Linked DNA regions of Arachis hypogaea: region 1 is linked to region 2. The links are chromatin contacts, called in public Hi-C maps. All regions are on one chromosome and are shown on one strand. The core of a region is the stretch at or near the end of the contact, and the rest is flanking DNA. Distances in the headings are between cores, read along the strand shown. Region 1 holds the start of LOC112716582 (33 kDa ribonucleoprotein, chloroplastic). Region 2 has its middle 15 kb from the start of LOC112716578.

Region 1 (5,198 bases), core at 1,740-4,239, 52 kb after region 2:
CTGAGCTTTTAAGTGAAATGGCAATGTATCTCTACTAGTTAAAGATGGATCCAGAACATACTAACAAAATTCATAATCTAAGGATATGTTTGGTTAGCGGGTAAAAAATAGGTAGAATTTTCCTAGATGAGTTTGATTTGTAAAATTACACATGGAGCTCATCCATGAAAAATTTCACCTCATTTTTACCCTCTAACCGAACATACCTTAGAATAGAGACTTCATCAGTTGGAACATATTCTCCAAGAGGCTTTCATTTACATAGTGGCAGAAACAGAGAGAGGATGAAGTTGAACTACTAGTGAGTAATCATGGACGAAACACTAAAAACTTTTCTCTATAATGATTTCCATAAAGTATGAAGCTAAATGATCTTCCAGAGTTGAGTAATTGGTTTCTTTAAATAATCAGACAAAATCTGATACTCTTTTTCTTTTCTCCCCCTTTTGGTGTTTTGAAGCAACAATTTTTTTTGTTCACTTTAGAAAAGAGACTTCAACTTTCATGTGTATAACCATCCAAATGTTTCTTTTTCAGATGATTGTAAAATGCCATGTGGTGCACAAAAGCCTCAAGCAGCCATATCTCTGCAGTCACCACTTGCTGATACCAACACTAGATTCGAGCTAGGATTCAACCAGCCAATGGTAATAGTTCTCACAAAAACAACCACTTTTATTTATTTATTTTTTGTCGACATGATTTGCTTATGCTTGGTATCTTTCCATTTATAGATCTGTGCAAAATATCCATATATGGATCAAATTTATGGGCTCTTCTCACCTTATGGACCTCAAATTTCGGTTTGTCGTTACTTCAGCGCGCTTCTTAATCTATAAAACCATGCCTTTTCTTTCAGTTTTGATTTCTTGATGCATTGTATGCGAGTCTTTCACTTCCTACTAATACATGTATGCATCACCTGTAATAATCTAGGGACGCATAATGCTGCCACTTAGCATGGCATCCGATGATGGACCAATTTATGTGAATGCTAAGCAGTACCATGGAATCATCAGACGCCGGCAGTCCCGTGCCAAAGCTGTACTTGATAACAAATTGACAAAACGTCGCAAGGTAGGTTCCTCACCTCTAATGTCCTCATTGGCATTTAAACTATTTGCAGTGATAGCATGGTGTGAACAAATGAATCAAAAAGTGCTGCATTATCATTTTTAAAGTGCAGGGAAAATATCATGTTATATGGAGCTTAATATAGAGATAATAAGACTAATATTGTAGACATAATAAGGAGGTTTTTATTGATTGACCCAAGTACTTAATAGGATAAAACTGTAAATTAATGCACTAGATTTTAGATATAAAGTTGATGTAGTGCATATTCTAGAAGAGATCATAGAATCTCATTTTAGATGGTTTTGGTATATTTGGGGGTGGTTTCTAGAAGCTTCAAGTGAAAAGGTAGATTAGATGGAGTGTAACTCAATGTTGGAATTAGAAAATAGGATGATTGATTTGAGATGAAGTACTTATATAATAAGCTGAAATTTATCTAATGAATATAATTTTATCATTAAGGCATTTTCTATTAAGAGATCCAAGCTATAGTGAGATTATGGTCTTGTTATTTGATTAAGATAAACCTAGGGTAGTGGTGATGTCAAACCTCAACATGTGTATTCCTTTGTGAAATTGTATTGTGTTTTTTTATAGTTATCTTTATGTTGTACAGCCATATATGCATGAATCACGTCATCTCCATGCAATGCGGCGACCAAGAGGATGTGGCGGTCGCTTCTTGAACACGAAGAATTCCGATGATCAAAATGATAAAAGTGGAAACAAAGTGATCAAAGCTCTTGGCGAACAGTTGCAATCTTGTGGCTCTCAGAGTTCTGAGGTGCTGCAATCTGAGGTTGGAACTCTGAATTCTTCAAAAGAGACTAATGGAAGCAGTCCGAATATTTCCGGGTCAGAGGTGACTAGCATGTATTCACGCGGAGGTCTCGATAGTTTTGCTATCAGTCATCTTGGTTCTGCCGTCACTGTCCACTCTCTAGTGGACATGATAGACGGCGGGAGGGGCATGAATATGATCATGCCCCCCAAATGGGTTGCAGCAGTTGGTGGCAATTGCTGCAACCTTAATGCTTGACTACCGGCAAGGACACGTGGGCTTGGTGCAATGTTGTACCAAACCCCTTCCTTGCTGCGGCCAGATGAAGAAGCTATGTTCCAGTTTCATGTTGACTGTGACAAGTTTCGTACAGCGGCTCGTCCCAATTGTCTGGTCGAAGGCAATCCATCCTTGGCTCAAATTTTACCTATGGTTACTGTCTTTGTCTATCTGCAAGGACTGTCTTGGCATGTGTGCTAATGGCTTGACATCCTGAGACGGAAGACAATGGTGATATCTTTGGCTCTATACTTAAAATAAAAGTGTGAATTTTCTAGTTTCATGTGTGGTTTTAATCATGTGTTTATTATGGATATCCGACTTTGTGGTGCATACTTTGGCATGTGAGTGATCTTTGTTATTGAAATAAAGCATTGGTCTGGATTTCCTCTATTGACCAATGTTGAATGTTGATCATCTTTAGCATTTGGATCTGTTAAAGTTCGTTCATGTGATCCCACTTCCAATTGCATCGCCAAGAGACTGTAGCAAATGCATCATCTACAAACACAGTAAATTCTTTGGGCATGCATACAAGTCTTAACATCTAATCAGAATGAAGCACAGTCGTAAATAGCAACGATAATTCTTGAACTAGACAATAAGCAGATAAGCGGGAAAGTAGCTAGCTACATATATTTGATTATGAAAGAATTGTCTTTTTTAATTAATTATTAAATTAGTTATTAATATAAAATATATATTAAAATATAAAATTTGCATTAGAAATGAGTTTAACAACAAATATATTTATATTTTATGCACAAAATTATAGCATTTTTTATTTGAATTTTCTTTTTAAGATGTATTTTTACTAATAGAAACTCATTGCAAAGAGACGCTAGTGTTTTATTTTTTTTGGGTAACACTTTCTCTTATAATCAATTTGTTTCTGAAAAATTATTATAAAAATTGACACGATGATTCCTTATTTCATATTTGATTTTAGTTAGATTAAAAAAAATTGAACGGCAATTATTAAGAATACTAAAAGAAAGATTTTATAGAAAACAATAAAAAATTTTAAGCTTGTCAATGTTGTTAAATGCATAAACAGATGGATACGATCCCAACCGGAAGTAACCAAAACCTTATCCTCCTCACTCATTCACTCACTAACTTCGTCAATGGTTGTCTTGTTCGTTATCTCTAACTCCCAAACTCAATTCAATCCCCAGCTCTGAAGTCTATCCCTTCTCCCTCTCGCTATGGCTGCTGCTACAGCTTCTGTTTCCTCTTCTTCTATCTGCAACAGAATCTACAACCCCACCTTCAGCCACACTTCCATTTCACTCACCACCAACTTCCCTCAGAGACCCATCTCCTACAAACCCCTCACCTTCAACCTCAAGCCCCAAAGTTTCAATCTTTTCCCTCTCCCTCTTCACCCTTCCTCTGCTGCATTCGATGGATTCGAAGCCTCTCAAGAACAAGAACAAGAAGAGACCTCTGAAACACCCCAACAACAAGAAGAGCAAAGGGTTTCAGATTCCAACGACTCTGGGAGGCTCTATGTTGGAAACTTGCCATATTCAATGACCTCCAACGAATTGTCCGAGCTCTTTGGAGAAGCTGGCACTGTTGTGTCTGTTGAGGTTTTTCTACTTTTCTTATTTTTCCTTTAATTCTATTTCACATACTTCTGTTTATCTATACATAGCAAGCTAATATTGTTTTTTTGACTGGATTCTATAGGTTGTGTACGATCGTGTCACGGATAGAAGTAGAGGATTTGCATTTGTTACAATGGGGAGTGTTGGGGATGCTCAAGAAGCAATTCGAATGTTTGATGGCTCGGTAAGTATATAGTATATAATTTAGTCCAGAGGATGAAGAAATCATGGAGAGTGCTCTTTCATTTTGCTACCATTGATATTAATATGATTATTGATTGTTAATCTCAATCTATCTATTAATACAATATGGCAAATGGCAACAGATGATTATATAGGATTCCTCTTTGGTTGCTCTAGTGTTCTAGGAGATATCTTGTGGGAAACCATTCAGTTTCAATGATTTTAAAATAACTTCAAGGTTCAAAACATTATAAATGAAAATAAGTAGTTGTGCATGTTCCTGAATGTGCTCCAAGAGCATGCAAGTATTTCTCTGTACAACTACTTGCCCATCAAGGACTTGATGAAACTAAGCTTTTTAATCTTATCAGTATGATTGATTGTTGGTTGTATCAACACTAATGTTCATGACCCATGATGGTGACCAGCAAGTTGGCGGTAGGACCGTTAAGGTAAACTTCCCGGAAGTGCCCAAGGGAGGTGAAAGGTTGGTAATGGGGCCGAAAATTCGGAACAACTCCAGAGGCTTTGTAGACAGCCCTCACAAGCTCTATGCTGGAAACCTTGGTTGGAGACTGACTTCAGAGGGTCTTAGAGATGCCTTCGCTGAGCAGCCAGGCTTATTGAGTGCCAAGGTCATCTATGAGAGAGACTCCGGAAGATCTCGAGGTTTTGGATTCGTTACTTTTCAAACTGCGGAGGATGTAGAGGCTGCTTTGAATGCTATGAACGGTGTGGTAAGAATTCTTCAACTTCAAGTTCATATTATATCTTAATCTCGCTGTATTAACCAACTTTCTTTTTGTAATGTGTTCAGGAGATTGAAGGTCGACCTTTAAGGTTGAATTTGGCTGCAGAGAGAGCACCTTCATCTCCTCCAAGAAGTAATGTTGATAGCTCAGAGTTGTATTCTAGTGCCAGTACATGAGCAATATGGTTAATCAAATTTTGGCCCCTAAAATGCATATCATATGGTCTTTTCTCTGAGGTTCCTCCTGCCAAGTGCGAGTCAAATTGGTATCCAATAACTAAACCTTCAGGCAGTGTGTGAGATGTATCAATTATTGAACATTTTTAGTGTTGATTGCTAATTATATAGGTTTTGTATTTTACTAAAGACACGTGCTGAGGTTGATCAAGTAATATTCAAGTAAGGATTTATATAAAGTGCTTACTTTCGTGAAAAATCACATTAATTTTAATCAATCGAACCGTTTCACAACACAGCTTCTATGCAATGCTAGTCTGTCTGAGGCAAAAGCATT
Region 2 (5,358 bases), core at 1,887-4,386:
GGGGGTCACAATCTCTGGGATGCCAGGACCAAAGCATGTGCAACTTGCTCAATTTTTTTATAATTGAGCTCAACTCCTTGTAGTATCTTATTGGTGAAGTAGGTGAGCTTTTACCTGACGTCATCTTCTTTGAATAGTATAGAGGTTGCTGCTTTGTCAGCCATACCTAAATATAAAACGAGCTCTTCAACCAAGTAAGAATTGGAGGCTAAGACAAGAATTTTACGAATTCTTGAAAGACTTGTTCACATTCATGGATCCATGTGAAGTCGTGCCTCTTTCACAGTAGAACAAAGCTAGAGATGTAAGTACCGTTTAATTATTGAACCTCCTTTTGAGCAGGTAGGGTTAGCTTCAATGCCCCCCTTAAGTGGGAATAAACCTTAGGAATTTTCTCGCTTCTACTCGAAGGTGCATTTTGTGGGATTTAACCTTATCCCGTGCCGCCTTATTGTTTGGAATACTTCTGTCAAGTTGGATAATAAGTCATATTCACTTTTTTCGAGGAGACTTTAATTGTTCTGGCTTCTGCAAGTCCTCTTGTAATAACATAAAAATGATGATTCAGAGTGCTTATAGACTTTGGTGATCTTTCTCTATCTTTGCACTCCTATCTTCTTTTGCAGTCCAACGTCATTGTATTAAAATATCTACCCACCAGCTTTCTCTAGCTACTTTTGCAATTATGTTTTTCAAATCATAGCACACATTGGTAGTGTCGTCATATATTCGATGGTACTCGTAGTAATTTGTCCGACGTCCTTCATTATTGCTTTGCATTGGTATATGAGGAAGTATCTTTTTTTGTGGTATATTTTTCTGTATATACTCACTAGAAAAATACATAATAGAATGTAGGAGTGATACATATTACCTTGGGACCTGTGTCTCTTCTAGTAATGACTTTGATGCCTCCTTCATAGAAGTGATTATACCACAAGAAAGGCTTACATTTATATTGTTTTCAATTTTATTGTAATTGGTTGTGCGATTGTATTTTGCTGTGCCAGCAAATTCGTCAAACAAAGTCCTTCTACAGGACTTTTTTGTAGATTCTGCCATTAAATCTTTAATCACACCAGTTGTTTCTTCTGCTGGAGTAGTAGGGGTCTTGTTTACTCCTTTTCTTCTCACATATTTTCTCTTGCTAATTAAGTTTTCTTTTAGTTGAACATTCTTTTCTTCAATTGACTGATGTTGCATTCTCTTGCATGGACATAAGTAGGGAAAAAATATTTCATTGTTTTTACCAACAATGTTTTTCATTCTTCCTTCGTTACTGACTCAATATGGGACATTTTATTTATTTATTTTTTTCTGTGCATTTGAAACATGCAATTGCTCCATTATCCTGAGAGGGTATCTGTCGTTGATGTGTAGATCAACACTAGAAGTAGGAATCTTTAGAGTAGAGACGTGCACATGTATGTAGAAATTCGGTACCCAAGATCAGAAAAGGTAGCATCAGCATCAAAATCCCTATAGATGCGACTTGGAAAACCGGGAGTTAGTGGCGGTCAAAATCTCTGCCGTGATTCTTTCCAAAGTTGTAACATCGACACAATAGAATATTCCAAGTTTGAGAAGAAAATCAAGTTCTACGTCGTGACTCATCTTATTGCGTGAGAAGCAATAGTTTGCCATGAAGAGTAGAAAAGCAGGTGCAAGAGAGAGTGGAAGCTTTGATTTTGCTGCCACCATGGAAATGTCGGATTCACGTGAAATCCTTGAGAGTTATTCACCCATCTTTGTTGTAGAAGAATCATTGTACGTCAGCGGTGCACTTTTTGATATTTGGTTATAAAAAAAATGCCTTGTTTTCTTGTGAAATTTAGTTCTTCATAACAACTTTGAATTAATCAAGCTCTTTTGATCTGGATGCATAGGGAAGCCAGCGCACATTTTGTTGAAGATAATTGTGCGTTGATCTGGATGCATCCTATTCTTTTTGAGCGGTTGTCTGACCATCTTATTGATCATCCATCATTATCAAGGGTTGAGCTCCAAGTCTTCAGCAACGACGCCAATGTTTCGAGAGTTACCTGAGACTGGGTTGCTTTTGGACCTGAACATGAGGTCCAGATTCCTTTTGAGGTAGCGTCCAACTTCTGCTAGTATCGAGGTGCCGCTGTCCGAGTTCCTCTTGAGGAGGTGGTGGATGGTACTTGCAAGAAACTCCGATACTTAAGTTAGCAAAGATTTTAGGCAGCTTTTTAGTAAATTGGGTTCTGAATATACTTGAAAGTGTCAATGTATTAATAGTAGAATAAATAACCACCTTTTAGAGTAGTTCCATCTTTAATGGTGTATAATTGTTCCGTTTTAGCGCCACGTGAGCCGACCTTATAAGGTCGGATAGTATCTAGAGTGTGATAAGGACTCTTGTTCTATAAACTAGGTTTTAGCCTTTTTGGACCTGATTAAATTGTGGGTCAAGATATAAACAATAACGATACAATATTTTTGCGACGGATTAGTCCTTGACCTATCGAGTTGGAGGATACCGTGAAAAACCTAAAAAAAAGATACAATATTTTTTATGTAAAAGCCATTATTTTTAAAAGCAATTAATCTAAAGAAATACTTAACAAGACTAAAAAAGATATAATTTGAACTTTACTTGCTCGGTCCGTTCTATCTATCTATATATTAATCATAATGGTCTATACTTTAAATTTCTTAATAATAAATGAAAAGTTATTTATAAATAAGATTGACTTAGATTTTCTAAAAGATTGACATTAGGAAAATTATTTTTTTTTTGTTCACGATATTCTTCGGTTCAACAGACTAAGGATTAATTCGTCACGGATTTAAGCTTCATTTAGAAGTCTGCCGTTGGCCAATGAATTGCTGCATGCACAAAATAGAATTTGAACTTCTAACACTTACTTAAACGGACAAGTGAGCTAGCTATTCGACTAACTAAATTGGTTAAGAAAACTATTTTATACTAAGGTGAGTAACTGAGTACCATATTGAATGAATTTAACAAATTGTGAATGTCATCAGTAGTCTTTTTTGTATTGAAAGATAGTATTTTTGGTTGAGATTTGGGCTTGGAAAACGCCCAACCCACAAACACAACAAACAGACACATATTTATAGCCCATCATACTCATTGAAAGTTCATTTATGAAGTAACAAATTCCTTAATCTCTTTTGACCGAAACAAAAATTGTTACGGGCCTAAGGCCCGTATGTAAACCAAAATATAGAAAAACAAAAGATCGTTACAATTATGGATTTTGAGCTGATATAGCTTTCCTACCTCGCTTCTACAAATGTCTGATTATTGGCTTCCTATTATACAAATACAACTAAATCCACTAATATAGTATTATGTGTAGTGCCTAACCCACAAATCACAAATTAATATTAATAACTCTTATTACTGTACTATAATATTCATTATGCAATCGGGATATAGTTAAACAAAAGGTTTCATTTTTCTTTAACCAATTAAGTGTAACGAGTTTAATCCTCATCTCGTGACATAAAAAAAAAAAAAACTTTAAAAATTTCGAATTAGTTATCCCATCTCTTGAGGTGCCTACAAAACCAACATTGATTTAATTACCATACACGCAAGTCACACCTATCTCCGTTGTGGAAAAAAAAATTATTATGTATGTAGTATATGTAATGAACTTCACACAAAATATAATGATATATATTAGAAAAAAACTTTTAGGTACTTAAAAAAAATTGATATTACAACGATTTTAGTCACTATTCTTAATTATAATTTTTTTATATAATTGAAATTAACAATTAAAAAAAATTGAAACACCAATATTTTTAAAATACCTAAAACTTTTCTATATTATGTCATAGGGCTCCGATCCACTTGGTGGTTGGCTCCAATTTAAAAGAAGAATACAATCCCTGTACAAAAAAAAAAAGAATACAATGAGTGTATATGGACTCATTGCCAGAGAAGATTCTAAGGCAATTTTTTTAATTTTATGTATTGGTGGATGAAGATTCAAAAGAGAATTATTCTTTATAATACTTAACTAACTTGGCAATCAAATTGCATAAACATATATATTCATCATCTCTAGTTGTGACTGACGAAGATTAAGAAACACTCATAAATTCCACTTGCTAAAAGCTTAATAGTTAGTGCAAAATTATAATCCTCCATTAGTCCATTCCATTTAATCAAATACATTGCACTTTTTCTAATTCCGTCAACCTTCACAATGAGAAGCACATCTAACATCTATTATCTATTATCTATTATATATTATATTATAATATTATATTAAAATCAAATTTCTGCATATAATAATAGAGTTAATGGGACATATTTCTAAAAATATCTTTTAATTTATTAAACCAAATTAATTATACTAAATATGTGTATTGATTAATTGATTTAATTAACCCATTAGATATTAAAATAATAAATTTACGAATAAAATAAATAACTAAAATATTTTTAACAAATAATTAATTAAATTAAATCAAATCAAATCATATATATTGAATCAAAATTAAATTATATAAATTAAAAATAAAATAAATTTTTTCTTATTCAAATTGAATACAATAAATAGTTAAATACAAATTAATTTAGCTAAATAACTATTGTTTTCTAATATGCTATATATAGATGACTAAATAAAATTATAAAGATCATTATTTTTATTGTTTTTGCTATTTTAGATACATATTTTTTTATGTATAAATATACTTAAATTAATTCTATTATATATTAGTCTATTTTTTCTTATGTATTTTGATTTATATATATATATATATATTATTGTTTTCATTTTCTTGAAATGCTCTTTAACATGAACTTTTTTTCTTATGTTTTATTATTATTTTTTTTCTCCAATTATAAATCTCTTTATAGTGATTATTTGATAGAATTTTTTTGTTTGGTAGATTTATTTTTTCACTTTTTTTGTCAAAGATAATATATATTAAAGGAAAAAAAGATGATACAAATTAAATTTCAAACTTTAAATTCAAATAAAATGTGCAAATGAAAACTATTTGATTGAGATAAAAAATTTAATTTCTTTTGGTAGATCTGAACTTTGTATTATATTGTTATTAAAAATTTTAAATATCATTATAGAATTCCAGATATTTTTATTTTATTGTTTTTGAGCTATACATTAAACTATATCTTTGAATAGTTTCATCTTTCTTTAAAGTAAAAATGATATTATATTCTTAATTTGCAAAGTTAGAATGAGTAAAAAAATGATGATACATGACTTAAGAGATACAAATTTTTAAAATTTTCTATAGTCCAACAAAGTTTTTGTTCCAAAACAATACATCGGTTAGGAGATACAAACTTTTAGAATTTTTTTTATCATAATTAATAAATTTTTA

What was found. Hi-C and Micro-C count contacts between places; a contact is called where the count stands out from the background.
Region 1: a contact with region 2 is called in a Hi-C map of an unstated tissue, with 4 times the contacts expected there. The contact joins the promoter of LOC112716582 here to the enhancer-like site in region 2. A contact is called at or near these places in 5 of 8 Hi-C or Micro-C datasets (leaf and an unstated tissue).

Annotation. Positions count from the first base shown.
Region 1 is chr10:111,341,627-111,346,824 of arahy.Tifrunner.gnm2.J5K5, forward strand. It overlaps LOC112716582 (33 kDa ribonucleoprotein, chloroplastic), which reads left to right and starts at 2,990. Exons shown (of 4, transcript XM_025768515.2): 1 at 2,990-3,732; 2 at 3,833-3,934; 3 at 4,362-4,670; 4 at 4,751-5,100. The coding sequence starts at 3,346. The coding sequence ends at 4,861. LOC112716579 (nuclear transcription factor Y subunit A-10) reads left to right here. Exons shown (of 6, transcript XM_025768511.3): 3 at 538-647; 4 at 735-803; 5 at 937-1,077; 6 at 1,694-2,554. The coding sequence ends at 2,116.
Region 2 is chr10:111,289,750-111,295,107 of arahy.Tifrunner.gnm2.J5K5, forward strand. No RefSeq gene overlaps it. Among protein-coding and RNA genes, the nearest start is that of LOC112716578, 15 kb to the left of the region's middle. Within about 2 kb of position 3,137, at least 3 of the 3 cell types and tissues checked have open chromatin away from gene starts, as enhancers often do.